Regions from separate parts of the Sus scrofa genome. Here region 1 is linked to region 2. Evidence: chromatin contacts called from public Hi-C data. All regions are on one chromosome and are shown on one strand. Each heading gives the region's core, a stretch centred on a gene start, on an enhancer-like site or on the middle of the called end of the contact. The rest is flanking DNA. Distances are from core to core; before and after follow the strand shown.

Region 1 (4,919 bases), core at 2,407-4,906, 240 kb after region 2:
CACTTTCACACATTTTATTCATTTATACCTCAGCATCCCAGCAGAGTTGCGTCATCCCTTTGCTAAAAATAAGGAACCTGAGTCTCAGGGAGGCTAAATGGCTTGGTCCAAAAAATAAAAGGCAGCAAAAAGCAAATCTGTAATTTGCCATTGCTACCCCACAGATGAGGACTCCATCCCCCTGCCCGGACCCCCTCTCCACCCTGGGTTCCCACCACCACCACCTCTCAACCCATAAACCTTGGAAGCTTAGACCAGTTCCCTCTCCTTCCTGGCCACAGCCTCTGGTCCTCCCTCCTGAGCCTTCTCCTCTCCTAGAACTGGCCAAGGAATAGGAGCTGCTTCCTGCTGTCACCTCACCCCCCAACCTGCTCCTGAAGCAAAGTACTGCCCAGCTTTCTGTCTGTAGAAGCAGATCCAAGGTCCCTGTAGAGGTGCCAGTGTTTTTAAAAAACCCTGGCTGGAGTTCCCATTTTGCTCAGCGGTAATGAACCCAACTAGTATCCATGAGAACGAAGGTTCAATCCCTGGCCTCACTCAGTGGGTTAAGGATCTGGCGTTGCAATGAGCTGTGGTGTAGGTGGCAGATACGGTTTGGATCTAGCATTGCTATGGCTGTGGTGTAGTCCAGCAACTGTTTCTCTTATTTGACCCATACCTAGCCTGGAAAATTCCATATGCCATAGGTGCAGCACTAAAAAGACAAAAAGAAAAAAGAAGAAAGAAAGAAACCCTGGCTGGAGTTAACCTTGATCTTCTTGAAAATGATAGTGAACCTCAGCCTCATCCCGAAAGCTCTTTGTAGGGACCTCCAAGCTCTGCCCTCTCCCTCAGTCCTGCCTGCTCCCATCTCACTCTAGGAAGGTTCTCTTTTACAGTGATTCTGAAAATTCTGAACTCTGAAATTCTAGGCCCATCAGACTTGCAGAGGACACCAAATTACGATCTGTTAGCCTTGTCCCTTGCTTAGCACAGAAAAAGTCTGCTTAGGTCCTTCCCCTAAGGACAAAGATAATGCATTGATCCTGTCACTAAGATGGAAGCAGAAGTGGCAGCACAGAGCTGTTTGAGGTGAAAGCCAAAAGAGGCAGTTCCAAGAGGAGTTCTGAGGACCAGAGGGGAGGGATGGGTGTCACTTGAAGTCACAGGGTAGGACCTGGGCCAAGCAGAAAGCTGTTATGGTTCAGAGCACTGTAGGGGCACATCCCAGATAGGGAGAAGGTCAGAATGAGGGAGGTGTGTTTTGGGGACCGCGAGGCCAGGTACGGCAAAACAAAGAGCAGAATGCGTTTTGGGGGGCCCAGCAGGCAACCGGAGACTTCCCCTTCATCCTGCCAGCAGCAGAAGCTCTTGGACTTTGTGCAGTGGTCATCTTCCCTCCCTCATCCAGTTTTGTGCAGCCCAGCAGAGTCTGGGGGAGCTCCCTGGAGAGATCACAGCAAAACCAATGCCCGGTTTGTTGCCGACCAAGCCCAGGTGTTCCAGGGGCCAGGGCGAGAGGTGATATCTGTCGCTGCTGCCCACAATCCCTACCCACAAACCCCTCTGACTGAGGTCACATGGCTGCAACTCAGTTCCAAGGAGGCTGGGAAATGAGGTCCAAGGCTGGCTGGGAGGAGGGGCAGCCCATTCGGGGACATCTTTCCAGTCTCTACCTCACAGACAGCCATGTTCTCACCAAGCAGAATTAGCAAATGTTAACGGTCTTTCATTTGCTTCAGATTTTTATAATGAGAAGGAAAAAATATCTAGGAGGAATTCAGAATCTTGGATCCCATTCCCCATCCGTTCCCCTCCCTCTCCAGAGGCAAGTCCTGGCAAGATTTGCATGTATTTCTTTCTTATCCCTGTGTTCACACATGGATATATTCACGTGGATCCATAAAACTCTACGTAGTATTGGTTTACACGGTACTGAATCTATGTAAATTTTATCATATTGTTCTACATTTTGCCTGTTTCACTCAATATTTCTGTTCCGGGAATCTGGAATCTGTGCATATTGATTATTCAAACTCCATTTTCTTTTCTTTCTTTCTTTCTTTCTTTTTTTTTTTTTTTTTTTTTTGTCTTTTTAGAGCCAGACCTGTGGCATATGGAAGTTCCCAGGCTAGGGGTCGAATCAGAGCTACAGCTGCATTTGTACGCCACAGCCACAACAACTCAAGATCTGAGCCATTTCTGCAACCTACACCACAGCTCATGCCAACACCAGATCCTTAATCCACTGAGTGAGGCCAGGGATCAAACCTGCATCCTCATGGATATTAGTTGGGTTTGTTACTGCCAAGCCATGACATGACTCCTCAATGCCATTTTTGTTATTTTAACTGTTCTAGAGCATAGCATCATATTCTATATTCTTTTTATCCATTCCCCATTGATGGACATTTTGGTCAGATCTTTTATAATTTTCTGTCATTTATCATTATATTTTTTATGTTTTCTATGCTGCATTGAAATCCTGTTTCCAGAAGCACACAGTTCATTTTCCTGTTGGAGAGAAAATACTGAAACTCTTCATTCCAGTCCAAAAGCAATTACTAAGCCTCAGTTACAGGCAGAATACTAAATTAAATACAAAAAAAAAAAAAATGCATCCATTAGAGCTCCTGCCTTGGAGGAGCTTATACTCTGGAAGTCAGGATAAGCGTGTTAGAAGCCTGTATGTTAAAAACTCTATGATGAGCCCAGACAGCCCACAGGCAATTAAGAGATAATGTGCAGTTTATTTGAAAGGAATTGAAGGCAGTGAGATTAAGTGTAAAAGATATATGTATATGGATTTGATCAGAAGAGCTTTCTTAAAAGAACTAGATCAGGGCCTCAAAGACAATATGAGATTGAAGTGCTCAGGGGTACATATTCAGTGAACAAGAGAGAGGGCATTCCTGGCAAGGGGACTGTAGGAGCAAGTGCCCTGGGGCAGGACTCAACGAGGAATGTGAGATGTCTGGTCTGGCTGGAGTGCCTGGCGGGGATGAGCAGGGAGCCGTTCTTTCATTTCTAAAGTTGAGCTCAAGCCCACATTTGGAATGGTGTCCACGTGGCCTGTGGCCCTGGGCAGCCAGCCCGGGTGGTATTTTTCCATGACCCTGAGCAGGGAAGAAGTTCAGTCACTTGTTGATAGCAATGTGACCATTCAAGGAGAAAACAATTAGGGATGCTGACCTCTGGGCCCTCAAGAGGAGGGAGGGAAGGAAAAAATTCTCCCCGGAGGGAAGGGGCCGGGTGGGAAACATCCAAGAGGGTAATTGGTAAATATTATTGTTTCATTCCATGTTTGCCTGCTCTGTGCGGGTCCCTCTGCAAGTGGTGCGTTTAAATCACACTGTCTGACTTTGGCAGGTTTAATTGAGTCGCCACTGAAAAAGAAATTATCCCTGTGCTATTAATTTTTATAGTTCCTTGGGGCTTTTAAAAAGTGTTTGGATTTTCTAGGTCTTTGAAAATGAAAACATTAAATTTTATTAAAAGGAAACACAGGAGGGTTAGCAGGGCCCAGCCAGGCCCTGACGAGACTGTTGGTGGAAAGATCTGGGCCCTCGCAGGGGGCGTGACAAAAGTTTTGCCCCTTTTAGAATTAGAGTTAGGGGGTCTCTAAGGATGTGTGATGTCAGCCAGGCCTGAGTTCCCTCCTGGCTCGCAGTGGTCACCCATGTCAGTGCCATCCAGACCTCTTGCTGGTAGGAAGGTCTAGGAACAGCCATGAAAGGACTGAGGGATACACAGGGCAGACCTAGTTTGGGGTGGGGGGGGCTAGAAGCTTTCACAATTTAGGGGACCCTCTTAAAGAAAAAGAATTCAAAAGTCCAAACACAAATTATCTATGAAAACGAAATTATATTTATAAAGAGAAAAGAAGTCACCACAAATTACAAATTTTAAAAACTGACAAATCCCACAGACATCACAAAATCCAAAATAACTCTCTCATGCTCCTCCATAGTACTTCCTACCCTTTTTTTTTAGCAACAAACTCTTTGATCATCTCTTTAAATGAGTATCATTTTTCAATCTCATTTTTATAGAGGGAATACAAAGATAATTCAGTCTCCCCTCTAACAAGTTGATCCAATTTTGTATTTTATTATTCACGGTTTGAAAAGGTTTCTTTCCATCTCACAATTTGTCACTGGTAATGCCATGTGAATTTTCAGAATTGTTATCAACTTTGGGAAAAGCTCTGTCAAGTAGCTTTCATACATGAGCTATGAGATTTCAGGGCATTTCAACTTCTCTGTTTCAGTGACAAATCTCAAATACTCTGTGAATTTATGAAACTCCCTAACCAGATTGTCATCGATGTCCTCATTGAAGTGGTGTGTAATGAGTTTTATGTTATCTCCGTCAGCGTCAGTATTTCCTGTCAAATCAGCAAGACATTTAAACATGGGGATTCTGATCAATTCTATGTCAGTAATCCCCATCTAAAAAGAAACAAAATGAGTGGTGCATTTATAATGGTATTACTTTACATGATCGAGAATATTCCTGACAAAGGAACGCTTTCATTTTGAGTAGGCGGTGATGGGAATGGAATCCTCAGCTTGCAGGCAATTTCACAGAGCTGATGACTGGAGGGATCCCCCACCTGCTGGTTTCTGGCTCTGTACATATCCCACTCTCCCAGGATTGGCATCATAGAGCACATTAACTCAGGGCTCCCTTTGTGGCTGGGAGTCCATCTGACACAGAGTCCATCTGCAGAGGGGAGAGGGTGTTCTTGGAAGCCTCCCCCCATGGTGACAGCTAGCAACACCCGACTTACACAGAGAATCAACTGAATGCCATAAACTAAATGACCTATGTAAATATGTCCCACTAAACCCAAACCAACACAACCCTAACTGAACTGTCCCTTACCTAGTTTCCAAAGAGACCACCCTGATGCTACCAAAATAAAGATAATATGACAG
Region 2 (5,240 bases), core at 1,903-4,402:
AAAATCTTATAATTTAGTGCTAATGCCTGTCGGTTAGGTTAAGTTGGTTAGAACCTAGAACTTAGAGATTGTGCACACTTGGGAAGAATATCAACTTAGAAAACCAACCCTTATTTCCAAAAAAAGAAATATCAGGGAACACAAATTGAGGTCTTAAAGAAACATTTCTGAGGGCTGGCCCATTGACAATTGGCTAAAGACATCAGCTCCACACAGAAGGGTAGAGTGTGCTGCCATGGAATTTCCCATCAAAAGTGAACCTGATTGATTTGATCGATGTTTTGTGTTTGTTTGAACTTTCAAGTAGATTCAGAACACTTGAGGTCAGGAAATGTCATTTTTTGATTTACCTCCTCCTTCTCCCTCATGTGATTAGGAGATTCACCTCTTTCCTTTTCATCCTCTCCAGGAACATTGGGTGGATCCGTAATGAGATAGCTGTTCTAATGCTCTCCTATTTTATGAATGAGCAAAAGAGTCCCCTCAAGTCTATTTTCAAGCTCACATGGCTATTTGTTTGCAGATCTGGCTTGGAACCCTGGTTTCCTGACCCCCAGTCCAGTGCTTTTTCTGCTATATCAGAGAATCTAAGGCCCGAGGAATTAGAAGTATCTTAAAAGTCATCCAACATAATTTGTTATTCCCACTGCTTGAACTGATGAACAGAAGACCACACAGACTTTCTAATAAGTGTTCTGAAACACAAAATTAGATAACAGAGATGAATGTCAAGTGGAGATGATTTTCTTTAGGTTTTGTTTACCGTAAATACAAAACAAATAAGTAAAAATACCACCTGGCTGCATTTTAATGCAGAGTGGTCTTGAGGTGTGTAATTCAGAACTTGTGGACATTGCAAGACAGTTTTTACAGGGTAAACAAATTATGATGGGAACCAAGCTGTGATTTTGCTGCATAAATTCTCTATATAGTCCTTAATGTTTTCTAACTAATGCAAACACTGTGAAACTGTTGGAACAAGAACCTCAGTGAAATGATTATTAACAGAACTGCACACACACACACACAAAATCAAAAACAGAAAAAAACAGATTTTGTCTACTCAACTTCCCAGTGATTTCTCCCTATTCCTTGTGTCAGGCTTCTCCCCAGAAGCCACTTCTTGTGTAAAATACCATATTTTAGAGGGTTTCTTTCAGCTAGATATCATATCCCCCCCTTAAAGTATTTGCCCATAAAGATGTAATAAGTTTGGGGAGGGCAACTGGAACAGGAGAGGTGTCTTAGTCATTTGGGCTGCTATTACAAAATGCCACAGACCAGGTGGCTTATATACAACAGAAATTTATTTCTCATAATTCTGTAGGCTGGGAATTTCAAGATCAAGGTGCTGGCAGAGTCAGTGTCTGGTGAGAATCTGCTTGATGGTTCATAATGGCTGTCTTTTCCCTGTATCTTCACATGGCAGAAGGAGCTCTCTGAGGTATTTTTTATAAGAACACTAATCCCATTCGTGAGGGGTCCACCCTCACAACCCAGTCATCTCCCAGAAACTCCAGCTGCTAATACCATCACTTTGGGAAGTAGATTTCAACACAATAATTTGTGGGAGACACAAACATTCAGTTCATAGCTAGAAAGGAATGGAGATTCCAAAAGCACAAAATCCTAAATCTGATCATATTTTTCTCTTTCCTTCTGATTGTTTTTACTTCCATTTTGACTCTTCCAAATTCTGCTCTGTATTGGATTGAGCTCTAAAAAATTGTCATATTGTAGATTAAAAAAATTCAAATATCAGCCATTACTGAGATTCAACTGAATGTCATTGAGTCAATGCGTTCTGGGGATTGAGGATGCTCCCACAGCATCTGGGCACTTCCTTCTTTAGAGTGCTGTTGCGATGCAGCCACCCAAATAAATGAAGGTTCTCATCTCAATGGACAAGTGTGTAGCCTGGCTCCCTCCTCCTACTGCCCAAAACGTCACAATTTCTTGGGCTCTTGGACTAATAGATATTGGGAAGTAAAAGGTTTTTCTTTCTCTTCCCATTGTTGTTCTTAAAGATGTTTGTTGAACTACACTTAGCACTCGATTTAAAATGTGTGTCCTGCATCTATTAACCCCAAGCTACCACTGGGAACTATGTCTAGTCACTTATGATGGAGCATGATAATGTGAGAAAAAAGAATGTATACATGTATGTGTAACTGGGTCACCATGCAGAAAATTGATAGAACACTATAAACCAGCTATAATGGAAAAAAAATAAAAATCATTATATATACATATATAAAAATGTGTGCATTAGACATTTCAAGTTTAATGGTAGTGGGGAGCAGGGAAAAAGATAAAATGTGAGAGATACTATAATTTGAAAACACAAAATAGTAATGTGCTTAGTGAGAATAGTGGGGTAAATGCTCTTCACTCAAATGGGAGTGAGCTCTTTGGAGACAGATATTGAACTTTTGATACCCTCCACCACTATGAACATAATAGATGTTCAAAAAGTATCCATAAAATCAAAGTAAAACATTTTTTAAGGATCCTCAGTAGTGAAGCCAATATGGTGGATGTTGGATGTTCCTTCTCCAGGCAGTTTTCAAACCATTCCATGAAGTCAGCCACTGATTCCCTGTCCTCCTCGCAAGACCAGATTTTTTCCAAGCTTTTTCAATCTTTTTACTCTTCTCTGCACCCAGGCAATGTCTGGCAATTATTTTTAAGGAAGATTCACATCTCTAAGTCCTCCTTTTTTCCTCCCTTAAGGAGTCTAAAAGCAAAGAAAAAGAAATCAGGAAAGTTGAAATGAACAGCTAACATCAAAAAAGAAAAAGATAAAGAAAAAGAAAGAAAAGAAATGGAACAAAAGGAAGAAGTCAGGAAAGTTGGAGCCTTTTGAACTCCATGTTGGCCTTACCCCATCAGTTACCCTCTCCCAGCTTTTGCAGGACAGAGCCCAGCTTCCCCCTCCCTATCCCATGTGTTACCCTATCCCAAGAAACTCCAGCAAATCTTGGAACAAGATGGGGAGCAAATAAAATTCCCTGTCTGGACTGAGAATAGAATGCAATTAGCCAGGGAAGGTTGTGAAATTTGTTTTTAAATGCTACAAATATTTTATCTCCTGACCTGTACCTCCATGACATTCCCTTTCCAGCCACCCCGCCCCCTTCCCGAGACCTCTCCCTACCAGGTCTTTGCAAAGTAAAGCATGACCTTTAGATTGAGATATGCTCTGTTGCAAGACATTGGAATAGGTTTCAACACGTAATTTGAGATCTATTTACTAAACTGTTTGGCACATACAGCACATTGTGGGGGAATTGTTGGCGGGCCCCGCAGTGTGTTTTTCACTCTTCCCTGATGCATTACCAGACAGAAGGTCATCTCAGTCTAGCAGAGAAGGGTGCTGCACAGGGCTCATTACCTCGCAGCAAGGCAGCCAGATGAGGCTGTGGGATGTTTTCTCTTCATCATTCAAGCTTGAAAGGAAACTGTCAGCCTCCACTTGCTCTTAAAGCAATGAAAATTTAGGTGACAGCCCTCTCATTAGCTCAGTGGAAATGAAGGTTTCTAGGCAAAAACTTCCCTTCATTGAGGACTACTAACCAACTCTACCTCAGGGGTCATTCAAGAAGCCACGACTCGGGGATGGGTGCCAGCTTCTGGTGACAGGGTGGTAACAATAAAATGACACATGCTTCACTGGTAAAACTAGAAATGTTCATGATACATAGCTTCTGAGATGGGGAAAAATGGGTAGATTTTAGATAAATCCAGGCTTTCCATGGCTTACCTTTCCTGGGAAATGGGTACATGTCTAGATTTTCTTCTTTTGACATAGGCATTCACATTGTCAGAAAACAAAAATATTATTACACTGGCAAATACTCTCACTAAGAGAAACTCAAGCAAAAGTGCCAACTGTAAATCTTATTCCCTAGGCTTACCATTAGGCAGAATTTCTAATCTAAGAGGATTTGATTAATGTTTGATGAACCACTTGGATAATGCACAGAATTAAGGGAGCCCTAATAACTGCTTACATTTGTATAGCCCTATATTCTAGGACATCCATATGCATTATTTTCTCATTTGATCATTTAACAGCCATACATATTTAATGGTCTAAGTGGGTATTTTTAGTCTTTGTTGTTGTTGTTTTTATTTAATAAAATCTTAGGAATTTTAGAACAGAATCTTGGAAGTAAAAGTGACTTCAGCTCTAATTTTCATCAGTTTATGGTAACCAGGGATGCATATTAATCTTCAGGGGAACTGTTTTTAAAGCCTGTGTGTGCATGTGCTCCTCTCTCAACTCCCCAACTTCTTGCTGTACATATCTTCCTAATCCACACATCCTGAGTCTGAATGGGTAAATGGCAGTGAGATCCCAGACATATGTATTTCCTAGATCACACTTGGAAGCACACCTCGGTTTCCATTGCTGCTCTAGACCAGCCCCTCCGTTGTCTTGTGGGGAAGCTGAGGATTAAAGCAGTGATGTGATTGACCTTGAGGCACACGCAGTGGCAGTCTACATTCCAACCTGGCCTCGATACTTAGTTGGGTGACCTTTCATTCACACTTTTCTACATCTTTCCAAATTAGGAGGGGACTGCCAAGATGGTGCTATTTATTTTAAACATGTTTTGCTTCTTGCTAGCCAGAAAGAAAAGTGATCAGAAATGTACTATCTGAAATGTGTCTGATATGGGTAAATTTCCCAGAACCACAATTTTCTCTTAGAGGCATTTCCACCTGAATGCATGATCTTCACAGGTTTTATTTTACTCCTCATTTCTGAGATTTGGCTCTGATCTCATGAATAGTAATGACCCTCTTCCTCTTGGTGGCACTTCATTTTAATCCTCAGTAATTTTCCCATCCCACAGGACCATTCCCCTGAATTTGGGGATCATATCATCAATAACCTAAATATATGGGAAAGCAATGATGAAGAAGAGAAAGCACTTTAGGCAGCAAAGGAGTTATACCAGGAGAGAAGAACAAAAGTGTTTTCCTCCTCAATTTTCTGCCCTTCTGCCAAACTTCTCCCTAGTGATTTCGCCGGTGCCATTGCACTCCTGGACAAAAAGGGCTCATTGTTATTTCTCAGATCATGGCGCTCAGTTCCATTTATTAGTGAGCAAAGTTATTACATAAAAGTGTAGAGCTCTAGTGTTGGTGCTCTCTGAACACAAGTACTAAGAAATGAGGGCAGACTTTTCTTCCAAGCATTCCTCTTTAGTGTTGCATGCTGAATAAGCAAA

The links. A called contact is a pair of places that touch in the nucleus more often than the background predicts.
Region 1: a contact with region 2 is called in a Hi-C map of skeletal muscle, with 2.9 times the contacts expected there. The contact joins two enhancer-like sites. A contact is called at or near these places in 4 of 47 Hi-C or Micro-C datasets (heart right ventricle, skeletal muscle and subcutaneous adipose tissue) and 1 of 2 datasets of contacts at active chromatin or transcription factors (skeletal muscle).

What each region holds. Positions count from the first base shown.
Region 1 is chr1:95,199,600-95,204,518 of Sscrofa11.1, forward strand. The region is part of intron 3 of SLC14A2 (urea transporter 2); the gene reads left to right. Among named protein-coding and RNA genes, the nearest start is that of SLC14A1, 150 kb to the right of the region's middle. Within about 2 kb of position 3,657, at least 20 of the 83 cell types and tissues checked have an H3K27ac peak or open chromatin away from gene starts, as enhancers often do. A contact at or near this core is called in skeletal muscle, where this site is marked.
Region 2 is chr1:94,964,654-94,969,893 of Sscrofa11.1, forward strand. All of the region lies in intron 2 of SLC14A2 (urea transporter 2), which reads left to right. Among named protein-coding and RNA genes, the nearest start is that of SLC14A2, 130 kb to the left of the region's middle. Within about 2 kb of position 3,153, at least 4 of the 83 cell types and tissues checked have an H3K27ac peak or open chromatin away from gene starts, as enhancers often do. A contact at or near this core is called in skeletal muscle, where this site is marked.